Regions from separate parts of the Zea mays genome. Here region 1 is linked to region 2. Evidence: chromatin contacts called from public Hi-C data. All regions are on one chromosome and are shown on one strand. The core of a region is the stretch at or near the end of the contact, and the rest is flanking DNA. Distances in the headings are between cores, read along the strand shown.

The links. Hi-C and Micro-C count contacts between places; a contact is called where the count stands out from the background.
Region 1: a contact with region 2 is called in a Hi-C map of endosperm, with 3 times the contacts expected there. The contact joins the promoter of LOC103646485 here to the promoter of LOC542371 in region 2. A contact is called at or near these places in 5 of 25 Hi-C or Micro-C datasets (bundle sheath, ear, endosperm and 2 more).

Annotation. Positions count from the first base shown.
Region 1 is chr2:57,368,630-57,371,413 of Zm-B73-REFERENCE-NAM-5.0, forward strand. LOC103646485 (digalactosyldiacylglycerol synthase 1, chloroplastic) reads right to left here and starts at 1,299. Exons shown (of 7, transcript XM_008671211.1): 1 at 377-1,299. The coding sequence starts at 985.
Region 2 is chr2:56,708,690-56,711,497 of Zm-B73-REFERENCE-NAM-5.0, forward strand. LOC542371 (extensin) reads right to left here and starts at 1,396. Exons shown (of 2, transcript NM_001111947.2): 1 at 160-1,396. The coding sequence starts at 1,327. The coding sequence ends at 209.

The sequences.
Region 1 (2,784 bases), core at 49-2,548, 660 kb after region 2:
ACTATAAGATTTTGTACTCTGCTAATAAAGTGATCGCTAAGCTAAAGAGTACCCCATGATGATTTTTCAGTAACATTTTTTAAATATACTATCTGGATGGATGCTTATAGAAAACCTTACAATGCAGAAATAAATGCCTACACAAACAGTGTGCTAGAGCTAGACAGCTAGTACTGATAAATTATGAATAAACTGAAATGTGTAGTGTAACAACGTCAAGAGATTAGCACAGAAATCCCTAAGATTTTCTTGCTGTGGATGCCAATGTTTTGCTGCTGAAGCGCTGTTTGTCACTCCATTCCAATTTTCAAAATAAGTGATAGAACAAGCGCGAGTGCAGCATCCTATTAAACAAATAGCTACGGTTGAAACTTACCATGCCGAACCTAAATTTCTCCACAAACTCGCCACGGCCACGGAATCCAGCAAATATGCCGCTGGACAGGCTCCGGCGCTCGAACTCCTTGAGGCCGCTCTGTATCACCCGAACCACCTCCCACTCCTTCCTCCCCTCCTCGTCCTGGTCCCCCTTCCGCCGCGCGACCCTCCACCTACCGCCGCGGTCCCCTTCCGCCACAATGGCGTTGCGAATGGCGGTGATCCCCGAGAGGTCGATGCGGAGGCTGCTGGCGCCTGGGGCGGGGGCGGCCCCGGGCGGCCACCGGGCGTCGGGCGCCCGCGACGAGCAGTGCCTCCGGAGCTCCTGGATCTTGGGCTGGATCCGCCTGCGCACGAACTCGACCTCCGCGATGGGCGCCCCCGTCGCGACGGGCGGCAGCGGGGGCGCGGGCCCCGTGAGCGCCGACGCCGCGGACGCGAGGAGGTGCTCGAGCTCGCGGTCGGCGCGCGCGCGCACGGAGTCCGCGCGCGCGCGCATCAGGCGCAGGTCAGCGGACGCCGAGTCCCGCACCTCGCGCCACCCCTTGGAGATGAAGGCGAATGCGCCGCCTCCGTCGGCCGGCGGCGTCTCTTCCTTGCCCATCATTACTATTATCCGGTGGAGGGCGGGCTTGCCGCGCTTGCGCGAGCGCGAGGGCTGAGCTGGGTGTCAAATGCTTCGTTGGTTCTAGAAGCGCGTAGGAGGTGCGAGTCGCGCGTGGGAAAGTTGAGGCGCGAGATGGTTCGGACTTCGGCGGGGAAGAAAGACGAGGAAGGCGACGGCGGTGTCCGGTGGGGCCCGGACGGGGCGACGCGCTGCTCGTGGCTCGTGTGATTCCGGCGGGCGAGGCCCGGTGTCAGGGAGGGAGGGAGGGTGGTGACAATAGGAATCGTGGGTCCGGGGGAGATCTTGATATGTGGTGGAGCGGTGACTTCACTTGGCATTGGCAGTGTTTGGTCGACGTGGACCCCCGGATTCGGAGCGAATATGCGCGTGGGTGCCGAGCCGCGGTTTGCGGGCTTGCGCTTGCCTGTTGTCTTTCGTCGCTTGGCATTTTTCCGTATATAGTTTTCTTTTCTTTTTGAGAATATAAAGGTGATCACATTTTTTTTCTTCGTTTCTGTATGTATTTATTATAATGAAGATTTTCATATTTGTATAATTTTCTGAACTGCATTATTCTTTTCTCGTGGGTCATGGACATGTTTCTCTGTCTGGGCGTCTGATAAGTCACGCAAACAACTAGTGCAAGCGTCTTCCTACTGTTTATATGAAGAAAACAACAAATCGTATGCGACGGGAAGCATGCACTGAACGAACATAACTGACTGGACTGGAGAAGAAAACGCGGTGGCTGGCAAACAAAGAGTCGCGGCCCAGACCACGGTTTCGGTGGCGAGCCCATCTTGTGCTGCTTCCCGCTAGGCTGCTGGTGAGGTTGGCCTGCTTGGCCCGTGTGTTGTTGCTGAATGCAGCGCTATAAACAATGGGCCTCATTTCTGGCTCGTAACCGAACAGAGCACAATTGGCTGGGCTTCTAAGCCGCTTTCTCTGTACCGGAGCGGCAAAAGCGCGCACACACAATAAAGGTCTTTCTCCCACTCTATGCACCTAGAGTTGGCGAGGTAAGCCGTGCGAACTGGCTCACTCTTTTCACGAGCCAAAATAAGAATAGCTCGACTCGCTATGGCTTGATCAAGTAAATCAGGTCTTTCCTCTGACGAGCCTGAAAAATCAGCTCAGTTTGACTCGCTTCTGCTTCACGAGCCAGCTCATCGAGCCAACGAGGCTAACCATAAATATGAACTTACTCTCTAAATTATACTAGTCGGTTGCCCGTGCGTTACGACGACCTATAACAATACTCACGTAAACTATTCAAAAAAAAGATCTCAAAATTTTTTATTGATTGTCTTCGCTCTCTGTATAATATTTTTTGATTTAGCTAACTGATGTTATTGTTTACTCCATGCAATATATCTTGGTACAACACGATCAATAAAGTGAGCGATTAGAAAAGAGTTCACAACGACTGACTGAACGAACAGAGATTATAAAACGGTATAATTCCACCATACAGAGACCAAATAAGAAAAAGTTTGTGAGCTCAAGTTTCTAAAATAAGTCACATGAAGTCAAACTGATAAAAAGATAGATCAAAATGTGGAGTGATTGCTAAAGTCAGGCATAAATAAAAACTGGATGCGCTCCATATAAATTATGCTACTTCGTAGCAATTACTAACGTTTTAAACCAACAAATAACCTTTCATTTTACTGTTAGTGTGACAAATCATTGTTGCTCCATCCAATTCAGCAACCTCAAACACCATGTAGTCCATTGTGCCAATATGATTTCAGAAACGACCTAATGCTTGCAAGAGCCAAGAACGTCGTGCCGTGCTT
Region 2 (2,808 bases), core at 146-2,645:
ACACAAAAGAAAAGGAGAGCCTATGGTTAGTGCCAGACTATGCCAGGAGATCAGTATGATACTGACGATACATTTGACACAAGCATACTAAATGTATGTAGTGTGCATGCATATTGCATGCTCCATTCTTGTACCGTTGTACGTAGTATTAGTACGTACCTAAATGCTCCAGAGACTGACAGCAGTGTGGTATGGTAGGCATCGGTTTCTAGTAGTAAGGTGGCGGCGGGCTGGGGGTGTGAGACACCGGCGGCGTCGGAGTGTAGGTGGGCGGCTTGGTGGCCGGCGGCTTCGGTGTGGGAGTGTACGTCGGTGGGGTCGGCTTGGGCGTGGGAGGCTTGGTAGCCGGTGGCTTGGGGCTTGGAGTGTACGTCGGTGGGGTCGGCTTGGGTGTCGGAGGCTTGGGGGAAGGCGTGTACGTCGGCGGGGTCGGCTTAGGTGTCGGAGGCTTTGGGGAAGGGGTGTACGTCGGTGGGGTCGGCTTGGGCGTCGGGTGTGTGGGAGGCTTGGGGCTTGGAGTGTACGTCGGCGGGGTCGGCTTGGGCGTCGGAGGCTTGGGGGAAGGGGTGTACGTCGGCGGGGTCGGCTTGGGTGTCGGAGGCTTGGGAGAAGGGGTGTACGTCGGCGGGGTCGGCTTGGGCGTGGGAGGCTTGGTAGCCGGTGGCTTGGGGCTTGGAGTGTACGTAGGCGGGGTCGGCTTAGGTGTCGGAGGTTTGGGGGAAGGGGTGTACGTCGGTGGGGTCGGCTTGGGCGTCGGAGGCTTGGTAGCCGGTGGCTTGGGGCTTGGAGTGTACGTAGGCGGGGTCGGCTTAGGTGTCGGAGGCTTGGGAGAAGGGGTGTACGTCGGCGGGGTCGGCTTGGGCGTGGGAGGCTTGCTAGCCGGTGGCTTGGGGCTTGGAGTGTACGTCGGCGGGGTCGGCTTAGGTGTCGGAGGTTTGGGGGAAGGGGTGTACGTCGGAGGAGTGGGAGTGGGTTTGTGGGGCGTAGGGGCGGGAGTGTATGTGGGTGGCGTCGGCTTGGGGGGCGTCGGGGTGGGAGTGTACGTCGGCGGCGTGGGTTTGGGGCTCGGGGTGTACGTGGGCGGCGTCGGCTTGTGCTCCTTGGGCGGCTTCTCCGGCTTGGGCCCGTGCTCCTTGGGCGGCTTGTGCTCCTTTGGCGGCTTCTCCGGCTTGGGCCCCTTGGTGGGGGGCTTCTCCGGCTTCGGGGTCGGGGTGGCCGGCGTCGGCGTCGGGGTGTACCCGTACCCGGCGTCGGCCTGGATCTCCACGGCCAGGCTCACGGCCACCAGGGCCAGCAGCAGAGCAGCCCTGCCGCTGCCACCCATCATCCTCTCTCTCTCACACACTCTCAGTAACTGCAAGCTCTTCTGGTTGGCTCTAGCTGGCCAATGGCGCAGTGGTGGTCTGAGGAGAGACGCTCACCCTGCCACTGCTTATATACACGGAGGAAGGGGTGGGGTGGGGGCCTCGGATGCCCTCTGGGCTCTCGTGACGCCCTTCGACGGAGAGGAGGAGGAGAGAGAGAGGGCACTGCGGCGAGAGAGAGGCATTCAGGCAAGCCATGTGGGGGCAGCACGGGAGGCTTCCCCGATGGTCACTCGCTTCGCTTGCATTGGGGTTCACCGGCACCGCTCACTGGTCCAGCACGGGCCAGTCTGAACCTGCATGTTGACGAATGGAATGGATAGAGCCGGGCGGGCACTTGGTGGAGCAGGTGGATTTACATCGTTTGCATCTACAAGTAGTTCCCACAATACTCACGTTATTGTGTGCATTCACTCCGCCTTGCACTGAAGTAGCAGAGAGTGAGACCTGTACACAAGAAGAGCCGCCATGTGCTGCTCGCCGAGATCAAACGACGTGGATCGATCAAGCTGAACGGCAGATCAGATAACGATCCGCTGGGAAAGATAATACTACTACCTTCGCCTATGAATAAATTAGATTTATAGAGTTATTATGGCATGTACAACATCATTTAATATGAACTCTCTCGAGAGATCTACCTTCTCGGCTAGATTCGTCGTCTCTTTGACCGGATCGCCGTCTGGATCCGTCAATGTCGAGGCCTTTCTGGTCGGATCCATCGTTACCCCTTCTATTACGCCACAGGCGCGGCTAACATTACTGGTGCAGACGTGTGCGCTGCCGCCGGCCTCTGAATAAATTAGATTTATAAAGTTATCGATCAAGCTGAACGGCAGATCAGATAACTATCCGTTGGGAAAGATAATACTACTACCTTGCCTCTGAATAAATTAGATTTATAAAGTTATTAGGGCATGTACAACCTCATTTAATATAGAGTCTACCTTCCCAGCTAGATCCGTCGTCTATTTAACCGGATCGCCGTCTTGCCGGTTGGATCCGTCGATGTCGTGGCCTTCCTGGCCGGATCCATCATTACCCCTTCTATTCCATCGCGAGCGCGGCCACCATAACGGTGCAGACGCGTGCGCTGCCGCGGGGCTCCTCGACGTCCAGACGATCGAAGAAGCAAGAAGGTCACCCTGGTGCTAATTTTTATGTCGCCCAGCCGATCGTTGACGCTTGAACATCGACCCCTACCAAAGAATAGGCTACTGCTGCGTGTCTCCCGACCACGACCACCTCGACTTCGGCTATCTCGGCATCCAGGGGCTATCATTTCCTCGAAGTCCACACATCGGCAACATTCACACCCTCATCACGCTACGATTGCAGGGGTATCAACTCGTCGGCTTCTACCTTCGGCTTCTACTACAGTCTCATCGTGTGTGGTGCCCCCGTTGCGACTGCTGAAGGATGTTAGACTGTATGTGGAGGGGCG